Linked DNA regions of Sus scrofa: region 1 is linked to region 2. The links are chromatin contacts, called in public HiChIP or PLAC-seq maps. All regions are on one chromosome and are shown on one strand. Each heading gives the region's core, a stretch centred on a gene start, on an enhancer-like site or on the middle of the called end of the contact. The rest is flanking DNA. Distances are from core to core; before and after follow the strand shown.

Evidence for each region. HiChIP or PLAC-seq counts read pairs in DNA pulled down with a chosen protein or histone mark.
Region 1: a contact with region 2 is called in an H3K27ac HiChIP or PLAC-seq map of alveolar macrophages, with 7 times the contacts expected there. The contact joins the promoter of CRY2 here to the promoter of ZNF408 in region 2. A contact is called at or near these places in 1 of 47 Hi-C or Micro-C datasets (liver) and 1 of 2 datasets of contacts at active chromatin or transcription factors (alveolar macrophages).

The regions. Positions count from the first base shown.
Region 1 is chr2:16,617,490-16,622,658 of Sscrofa11.1, reverse strand. It overlaps CRY2 (cryptochrome-2), which reads left to right and starts at 2,279. Exons shown (of 12, transcript XM_021083144.1): 1 at 2,279-2,555. The coding sequence starts at 2,338.
Region 2 is chr2:15,832,538-15,837,903 of Sscrofa11.1, reverse strand. ZNF408 (zinc finger protein 408) reads left to right here and starts at 3,355. Exons shown (of 5, transcript XM_003122824.6): 1 at 3,355-3,714; 2 at 4,020-4,297; 3 at 5,241-5,302. The coding sequence starts at 3,597. ARHGAP1 (rho GTPase-activating protein 1) reads right to left here and starts at 3,619. Exons shown (of 13, transcript XM_003122825.5): 1 at 3,161-3,619.

The DNA.
Region 1 (5,169 bases), core at 1,030-3,529, 790 kb before region 2:
CTTGGATTATAAAAATATAGCCCATCTAATCCTCGGGGCTGAGCCTCCTCACCTGCCCACTTGTATCCCTCACAAGTGTCCTATCTCAATAAAGCTATTTCTTACCTATCCATTTGTCTCACAGAAATCCTTCTGCACTGAGGCACAAAGAACCTGAGTCTCACTAAGTCTAGATACCAGGTCAGTGGTTCTAATTTTTTTTGAAAAAGTGGGTTCAAGTTCCAATCTGGGTTTAGGCTGGATTCCAGTCAGAGGTGTTTGGGTTTCTTTTGGAGAGAGTATTCAAAACTAAGAACAGGATCAGGACTGAGATAGGCCATTAAAGTTCCTGCCAACCTGAGATTCTAGCCCCTGTTCAATTTTTACCCAAATGATCCTTGAACATTAAGGGTCAAGCACTGAGCTAGACCCTGGAAATACAGCTGTAGACAAGCCACAGTCCTAGCCCTCCAGGGTGTTTTAATCTAATGAGGCAGACAGACAGATAAGAAATTCCACTACCATACATTAAGGTCAGTGTTAATAAGAAGCAGTTCCCTGGTGGCTGAGCGGGTAAGATCTGGCGTCACTGGTGTGGCTCTGGTTATTGCTGTGGCGTGGGTTTGACCCCTGGCCTGGGAACTTCCGTATAAACAAAAATAATTTTAAGAAATTAAGAAGCACAGAATGAGATGGGGCACTATGAAGGCTGGGAGCAGACAGCAAGTGACATCTACACTGAGCAGTGACATAGGACAAACTGAAGTTAGAAGGTGTGTGGGGGGGGTGTTCAGGGTGTGATCCAGGTTGGAGGGAACAGTTTGTGCAAAGCCCTGGCAATGAGAGCGCCTAGGATTGTAACAACACTGTGGTTTAGACAGTTGTGCCAATTAGTGCCACTCACTTGCGGATTAAATTGCTAACTTCCTTCATTGCTCATTCCCAAATTCAGGAAGGGTGCCACCTAGAGCCAAATTGAGACGGCCTCTCCATTTGATAATGCCAAAGCTCCAGGCTAGCTTAGCCCACCATCAACACATCAGTGGGGGTGTTTACAGGCTTCTCCTATCATTCACTCATTCAGTCAATCAGCAAGCCCTGTGCTCGACTCCAGAAGAGGGCTCCACCTGGCTCTCTTGGGGACGCGTGGGGAATATCCTCCACATCTCTGAACCCCACACAGACTCCAGTTCAGTCCTTTACACTCAGAGTTACCCCTAAGTCTATGACAGAACTAAAAGAAAAATTCATGTGATGGCTTTTTTTTTTCCCTCTTGCTTTTTAGAGCATATCTGCAGAGTTTGGAGGTTCCCAGGCTAGGAGCTGAATCGGATCTACTGCTAGCCACAGCAACTCAGGATCTGAGCCGCGTCTGCAGCCTACATCACAGTTCACAGCAACACCAGATCTTAACCCACTGAGCAAGCCCAGGGATCAAACCCTCATCCTCTTGGATACTAGTCGGGTTCATTACCGCTGAGCCACAAACTGGGAATTCCAATGATGACCTAATTACAATCTCAACCCACATTCTCCACAATTCCAGTCCCTAATCCCAACCCCTCTACTGCAGCACATCAGGGCCCACACTTTGGACTCTACTACTTGTAAATGCCAAGTTGCTCAACGCTGACAGAGGTGTAGTATTGTGGATAAAAGCAGAAACTTCAGATTCTGAATAATCCTGGTAGAAGTATTAGCTGTATGATATTGAGCATGTTACTCAACCTGCAGCAGCCTCGGTTTTCTTTGTCGGTAAAATGAAAACAGCTCTTTCACTAGGGTTTGTTGAAAGAATGCAACTCGTCTGAGTTTACAGCAGTAAAGGAGACAGCAGCGTAAGGGTATTATCACGTTGGTTGGCATCTAATGGAAGCTGTATTAGAATGCTGTAATGATGTATGTATAGAGTGTGGTAGATGATTATATTGATGACGAAGATGATGTAGGACAGCCGGTGGTCTGTCCTTTTAAGTCATTTGCTGGAGTCACAGCAACCCTCGCCAGCCCACACAGCTTCCAGCGCCAGGCCCTAAAAAAGGAAGCTGAGCTCCGCCGTTCCTCGGACTTGGTCCACGCCCAGACCTCCTTGGGGACCGCCAGCCTGCGTCACTAGCCCAGCCCTCCGGCTCCTCCCGGCAGGGCCCACACATGGTGGGAACGTGAGGAGGCGGGGCCAGACATGGTGCCTCTAACCAATCGCCCGGCAGGAGGCGCCCAGCCAATAGCAGAGGCGCTCCAGGGCCTGAGGGCGGGGCTCCAAAGAGTAGCGGCGCGTCATAGGTCACTGGGCCAGCTGGGGGCCGGGCTCGCGGCGCCGACGGGGGCGGAGCGGCCGCAGTCAGAGCAGTCCAGGCAATGATGGCGGCGGCTGTGGCGACCGCTGCGGCGTCCTCCCCGGCTCCCGCTGCCGGCGCGGAAGGCGCCTCTTCGGTGCACTGGTTCCGCAAGGGGCTGCGGCTCCACGACAACCCGGCGCTGCTGGCGGCGGTTCGCGGGGCGCACTGCGTGCGCTGTGTTTACATCCTCGACCCTTGGTTCGCGGCCTCCTCTTCAGTCGGGATCAACCGGTGGAGGTGAGGGGGCCCCGGGCGGGTTTGCGGGTCCGGGGAGCGCAGTCTAGCCTCTGAGGCACGTACCCTAAGAGGGGGGAGGCTCTGGCCCCAGTCCCCTCTGCTGAAAGCCCCCGACCTGAAAGAGATGGGGCAGGGAGGCGCAGCTGAGTCTCCAGTGGGGAGAAGCCGCGACGTGGGTAGCAATTAGTCCCATAGTTAGGGCTTGGGTGGGCCAGGGCTCAACCTCTGGCACGGCGCGTTCTCACTGTGTTATCCCTTTTGGTCCTCACGACGTCCCCGTGAAACAAAAATCATGATCCTCATTGTACCGATGAGACTCTGGAGTCTTAGAGATACAAAGTTGACCTGCCCAAGGACTTGCAGCCGGCGAGTGGCAGAACAGGGACTCCTGGTCTAGGGTTCTTAGGGTTGTGCTCAGGGAGGGGAGGACGGGAGCTATTGCGGTATGAGGGCCGGGACAGGTTTCTGAAATAGCACGGCAGACACCTGCATTCTTCAAGAGCGCTCCTGAAGGTCGTCTTAAGCTTAAGCCTCTGGTTTGTGTGAATTCATTTTTTCACCTATCCTGTCTTCCTTCCACCAAGATCATCCAGTCTCTGGAGGTGTCTAGAGACTCTGACTTAGCATTAGGTAGGGCAGGTGCCTTTGCTCCTTTATTGTAAATAAAAGAACATGCTCTCAAGGGCACGTTCATTGAGAGGCACTCTGTGTCCTGGGCTAGAGAGCAGACAGCAGTACTTAACCTATTTTGGAGAATTCCCTCAGCAGCTATGGGCTTGCTAAGGAAAAAAGCAGGAGGGGGGAGGAAGAAGAAAAAGAAACAAAGAGTCCCTTACTTCCTCCTCTTCTCTTGAGATTGATTTTAAAGGACAGTTGAGCCTGTAGATTAGACTCTTGTCAGCTGATGTGCTAAGATTTGGGAGCAGGCAAGCTGTGATACCAAGGGGCCCTCTTTGATGACTCCCAGGATCATGGGAAAAGTTTAACAGGTAGTTGATGTGTTTTCTCCATAACCAGTGTTTAAAACAAAGGTGTTCTGAGACATTGTGTACCCGTCTCTCTTTAACAAGTCTGGCAGTCGTCCTCTAGTTTGTTTGCATTGTTCTGGAGGTGTTTGCTTGTGGCCTTGTTGCACTGAGGGGCAGAGTTATTCCCAGGATACGCTGGCTCCCCATTCTTTCCTCTCCAAGGTGTGTGCCCTGCTAGGAGAGTGAGTGCTTCTAGCAGTGGGTCTATTAAATGCCCCCCTCCTGCCCCATTTATATGGAGGGAACAGCTAAAGATAGTTCTGTGGAGAGCCTGCCCACACAGTTTTCAGTCTGCTCTATTACTCGGCCCTTGCTCCAGTTTCTCTAGATAGGAGGTTGGGCTGACAAACATCCTCAAATGACCAGCCATCCCTAGTGTGGACTTAGCTTGGACTAAGCCTCAGACTTTGCCCCTCTCCTGATGGCAGTGTGCCAGTCAGAGCAGAGTAATTAGACTCCAGACTACTTGTTTGTTACATTGTCAAGGAGTTTCTTCTTTTATGGGATTTGAGGAATGTGGCATAAAATTGCCTGTTCCTTTGCAGTAGTGGAGATTAAAAATCAACAACAGGTGGTCCCATTGTGGCTCGGTGGTTAAGGATCCCTGGCTTCGCTCAGTGGGTTGAGGATCCAGCATTGCCGTCAGCTGTGGTGTAGGTCACAGATGCGGCTCGGATCTGGCATTGCTGTGGCTATGGCTTAGGCTGGCAGTTACAGCTCCTATTTGACCCCTAGCCTGGGAACCTCCAAATGCCGCAAGCGTGGCCCTAAAAAGACAAAAAAAAAAAAACCAACAACAAAACCTCTGTTGCTTATTAAACTCAGATTCTCTAGAAACTAGGTATTTAGAGATTTTTGTGGGTCACCCTTTTGTAATTGTGCTGTTGAGTGAGTAAAAGAAAAAGAATGTGGCAGCTCAGATGCCTATATCAAATCCTGAAGTCAGAGGCTGTGTAGGAATGCAGATGTTAATTGAGCGTTTAATGAGCACCTAATATCTGCCAGGCACTACTCTAGGGGCTGCTAGGAGCACAGCAGGGAACAAGCAGATGTGTCCAGAGCTCCTGGAGCTTACATTTTCATGTAGGAAGACAAGCAAACAGCTATAACTTGGTAGAACTAAGTGCTGTGAAATAAATAAAATCGGGGACAGACTGTAGCAATGGGTGTCAACCTTGCCACGCGTGAGAATCATTTAAGTATCTTTAAAAGATGGCTGGGCCCACTTCTCTCCCAATTCTGATTTCATTGACTTGGGTACTAGGGTCTTTAAAGCTGTCATGTGCAGCAAAGCCAGAGAAGTGGACCACAGAGTCCGGCAACTTGGGATATGTGTTGCAGTGCATTGGCAGGAAGTCTGATTGGTTTTGGTATCAGAAGAAAGAGGTGAAATAACACAAAGCAGATTGAATACAATAAATGCTCCTGGGCCTGGGCACAGACACACACCTACCACCGCCTCTATACTCTTTGCTCTCAGAATCAGAGTGAGGGCATACCTGCAGACTGTTTATTTTTAGAGCTGCACCCTAGGCATATGGAGGTTCCCAGACTAGGGGTCGAATTGGAGCTGTTGCTACCAGCCT
Region 2 (5,366 bases), core at 2,106-4,605:
CACTGTGCCAGGCTGGGGATTGAACCTGTATCCCAGTGCTCCCAAGATGCTGCCGATCCTGTTGCACCACAGCAGGAACTCCTGGGGGCTGGTGTTGAGGATGTGGCTGCGTGCAGCCTGGACATGGCAACTTCTGCCCTGTGTACTAACTAGAAGCCACTCTCCCTCCCTTCACAAGCTCACCATGTGTGAAGGAGGGGACTTTCAATTCAACCCACTTATCCAACCCCAGCAAAGAGGCTGCCCTACGTCTACTGCATTCCTGAAGCCCCAAAAATGACATATATGGTCAGAGAATCAGCAGGACAGATAAAGAGTACAGACAAGACCCAGGCGCAGGGAGGGAGAAGAGGGGAGAACTGTAGGCCCAGATCCAGACCCTGAACACCTCTGAGCGATGTGACAACCTCTGCACACATCACAGCCTGCCAAAGTCTCTGGATGGCAAACCGGCTCCCTATTTACCTAGCAACAACTTAGCAACAACTATCCTGTTACCAGGGCAACCACACTGATTCAGTGGCAAAAGCTGTTTCAAGCTCCTGAGCCAAAACTGAGCAGGCCAAACAGCCAAAAACAACAATTTCTTTTTCTTCCTCTTCCTCCCTGTGGCCTTATCTGCTACACTTATTCACTGCTTACCACCAAAACACAAGTTCCTTCCCCAAACATGAACATGTCCCTCTCCTGTTTGGGAATGCATTTCTCTCTCTCAGTGAGTGCTGCTATATGTCCCCTCACCCTAGCTCCCCATTCTGTTTCTTTTTTTTTTTAGAGCCGCACCTGCAGCATATGGAAGTTCCTAGGCTAGGGGGTTGAATGGGAGCTGTAGCCACCAGTCTACCCACAGCCACAGCAACGCAGGATCCGAGCAATGTCTGCGACCTACACCACAGCTCATGACAATGCTGGATCCTTAACCCACTGAGTGAGATCAGGGATCGAACCTGCATCCTCACAGCTGAGCCACACCTGAAGCAACCTTCAGTCTAGAGGAATCCACGCCTGATTCAGCCATAAGCTCCTCCCCACATTTAACCGGGAGGCTGTGAAGGCTCCCCCAAAGGGACCCCCAGCTGGGTGACAGGCACAAATTCAGTAACCCTCTCTGGACCTGAGCCTTCTCTCCATCCCTTCTGTTCAGTTACTGCCCAGACACCAAAAGCTCCTTCAGCCTTGCCCACAACTATTCCAGAAGTCTTTTTGCACACAGTGGGTGCTTGATGAAGTGACAAAAAAATAGAAAAAAGAAAAAAAAAAAAAGGCAGGGAATGAGATACACGGAGAACTGGATTATAGTCCTGACTGATTTGCAAAGATGCTGGGCAGTCCTTTTCCTATCTAGGCTTAAATTTCCTCATCTATCTCATCTATAGAAGTGAAGACTCCTCCCAGAAATATAATTCTCCAGCATTCTAAAATACTTGTGCTGAAGGGAACAACAGGATTAGAAGGGACAGCTGGGAGCTAAAGTATGTGTGAGGGAGGGAGAGGGACACTCTAAAAGGGAGACAAACTTGAACTCCACCTCTTCCAGTAACTCTTCTATTTTGTTAGTTCTTCCAGAACTGACCCCTCCCCCACCCTATACGCTCCTTTTCCAGCATAACTAATCACAGTTGCTTCCACCTCCCAGCCAGCCTGGCCTCTCTCACTACCCTCCAGCCCACAGCTGTTGCCCCTTGTGAGGCCAGAAGCTGAGCTCCCATTCAGTGGGAAGGGGGAGAGAAGCTAGTGCAGGGAACTTCTAACATAGAGTCACGGAAATGAAGTATCCTGGCTGCCTAAGACTCCTGTCACAGTCCTGCTTCACTCTGCAAAATATGTCTTACTCTCAAATTAACGTTTCTCTTCTCAGGAGATAAAATATGTACCTTTCCTAAATCCTTCAAGACTCACTTTAGGCAGAGGTTTTACCTTTGGGAAGTCCTGGAGTTCTCTGGAATTCTGATGAACTGTCTGGACTCATTCCCCAAAAATCAGCATACTCATGAAATCTTGCATGAAATTTTAAGGGGTTCACAGACCCTCTTAGAATCACTGTTTAAGAATCCCTGACCTGGAGTTCCCACTGTGGCGCAGTGGGTTAAGAACCTCACTGCAGGGGTTTGGATCGCTGTGAAGTTCTATCCCGGGTGGGAGCAGTTGGTTCAAGGATCTGGTGTTGCCACAGCACAGGTCAGCTACTGCTGGGATTCAATCCCTGGCCCATGGAACTTCCATGTGCTGCGGGTGTGACCATTAAAAACAAACAAACAGCCTTGACCTACTCAAAATTACATCTGGCACAGAGTAGATGCTCAGTCATTTGCTGAATTACTGAAGGAATCAATTTGTATCCTAAGAGGAAAAGGGAAGCAACCACGATGAACTGGATACAAATTATCTTTTCACATCAGCACCAGAGAAGTACAGTTCCAGAAATGTGAAGACCAGAAAAAATAAGAGTCATACAGTAAAGTCAAGATTTTAATCCATGTCTATCTAAGGTGGTCTCTTTGTGCAGGTCAATCCTTCAATACTTCTCTTAAGTGACTGTCATTCATATGATTCTCAAAGTTCTACAAAAGGGCAAAGTAAAGCTTCTCTAAACTCCTCCAAGGAGAACTGAAATAACTTGAAATCATATTCTCTGGAATTGTGATAGGCCTCCTAGTTAGGGCTCCAGAATTGCAAAAATGCAAACCCCACAATACAAAGCAAGCCTTTCAACTACAATCACGTTTGCATAAAGCCTCATGGTTCACAAAAACCGGATTGGGTGCTACAATCCTGTCTCACAGGTTAAGAAAGAGACATGAAAGCGTGGCCTAATAAGTAGCAAGGTGGAACACTTCGCCCGAATTTCTTGTTTTAGCACTTCCCCAGATCGGACGAGGGAGACTTCCCCTTCCCATGAGTTTACTCGATGACAGCGAGCGAGAGGCCAGGAAGAAGCCAGCAAAAGAAGCAAAGTCCTCTCGCTGCAGACCCGCGAGTGGGGCAGAATCCCGGCAGCGGGAAGGCCAGGTTCCCAGGCCCCATTCCACCCCTGCTCCCTTCCTCGGATCCGCTTGGATGCTCCCCATCCGGACCCCATCCCTTCAAATGACCTGGCCAGTCCTTTTCCTTCCCGCCCCGCCCCCAACCTCCCAGGCAGAACTTGCACCCCGCAGCTCACCGTGGTCGGGTACCGCTCCCTCTGCCACGCCTGTCAAAGATCGGCAAACATCCGGCTCCGAGGTGGAACGGGAACCGCCCCCTCCCTGTCTCTTCACTCCCAACCACTTCCGCCACACCTCCAACCCACTTCCGACCCGCTGCCCGGTCCAAACATGGCCTTTCCAGGATCCCCGCCCACTTCCTGTACGTGCTGCTCACGTGCCTCCTTGGCTGCGGTGGAGTAGAACCGTCCGATTCGTCCCTCCCAAAAGGAGGCCCTGGAACAGTTAGTTCCGATGTTCCGGGTACTCGAATCTCTGGTGGACCTCCGGAATCCTTAGCTCGTATTCTTCTCGGACAGAGATTCGCCTCACCAGAATTCCCAAACTCCTGGTCTTGTGCACCAGTTAAGGCTGACTCTTACGATTCGTTCCCGAGAGGAAATTTGGGTGTCAATGACTGTTTCCGGGAGGAGCCTAGAAGGTGACACTCACTTCCGGCGGAGGGAGGCTTTTCGATCCGGGATGGAGGAGGCGGAGGAGCTTCTCTCGGCGAAGGGAAGACTGCAGTTCGGTGAGCGGCCTGCGGTGTCTCCGACCCTCGGCTCAGATATTCCTGACGTTCTCTGGTCAACTCTTATCCCCCGACCCTTTTCCTCCCGAGCCTGGCATCCTCCTCCGGTGCCCTCAAAATCTCGGGGGCTTCTTTTAAGAGCCCTCGAAGTCCCTCAGGTCTTTTCGGGGCCCCTTAGAGTCTTTATATATCTCTCAGACTCTTGAGGCCTAGCTGGACCTAGGGTTTTCTCCCTCATCTTTCCCCACCCCACTACCTCTTGGGCGGCTTCCTCACTTCTTCACTGTCTTCCTCTCTCGCTGCAGTCCCCGGCCCACGCCTGGACCCGGACTCAGGATGGAGCCCTTCCGGAGAAGGCTGTGCACAGGGACCCAAAGATTTCCCAGCCAGACCGACCCGAGCCATCCTCGCTCTAAAGAGCCTCCCCCGGGGCTTGGCCCTAGGTCCCTCACTGACCGAGGAACAGCGCTTGGGGGTCTGGTGTGTCGGGGAACCCTTGCAGCCGGGACTGCTCTGGGGACCACTGGAAGAGGAGTCTGTCTCTAAGCAGAAGGGTGATGCAGCGGAAAGAGAGCAAAAAGAGGTATTAAGGGATCGGGCATCTCCCTTCCATGATTGAAAATTTAGTTCAGACATTTCTTGTTAGAAGATGCAGAGTATTTAAAGGGATAGGAGATGGTTTGGCCCCCTTCTGTCCAGGACTGTCTTTTCTCCTTCCTTGCAGTAATTAAGAGGTGCAAAAAATTGTTAAAAGCTGAATTAGTAGAGTGTTAGCAGTTACAAAAGTCAAGAACAAAGGTTTTGGGAATTAAAAAGCCCCTGGGATCAAATCTCAGCTTTGTCACTTAGCTGGTCAGATGGCATGTAAAATAAAGGAATGGCTCTTTATTTTAATCCTCCAGGATTATTTGGAGGGAAAGGTGAAACAGCACAGGTAAAAGATTTCATTGCATAACTCCTGAAAAAATTTTAAATTTGAGGTACCTCTTACTTCTGTTTGGTACTCATTGAAAGGAAGTAATATGTTCAATTCAGTAATTTTTCACACTTTGGGAGGGAGGTGTGGGGACAATTTTTTTTTTTTTGGCCTTTACTGAAGGAAAATTCAGACAGTGCAGTCTACAGAGAGGCAGAACCAGAGACCATTAACCTTCCAGGGGGCTTCATCTTAGGTCTGTGTTGGGAGCAATTTCATCAGGTGTTTTTTTTTTTTTTTTCTTTTACGGCCACACCTGTAGCAAATGGAAGTTCCCAGGCCAGGGGTTGAATCTGAGATGGAGCTGGGGCCTATGATACAGCCACAGCAATGGCAGCCCTGGATCCAAGTCCCATCTGCAAACTACGCAGCAGATTACCGCAACGCTGGATCCTTAAACCACTGAGCAAGGCCAGGGACCGAATCCTCATCTTTCAGAGACAATGTTGGGTCCTTAACCTGCTGAGCCACAATGGAAACTCCTTATATCAGGTTTTGTTTGTTTTGCCCTCAAACACATGAGAGAAGGACTTTTATTGGTTTATTTCAGGACGTGTCACTAGACCCATGGGGAGATGTGTGTGCTTGTGAGCAGAGTTCAGGCTGGATGAGGTAAGTTACAACAGAGTATGTTATGAAGATGCTCCCTTGAGGCTTTGTTTTGTGGCCTGGGTTG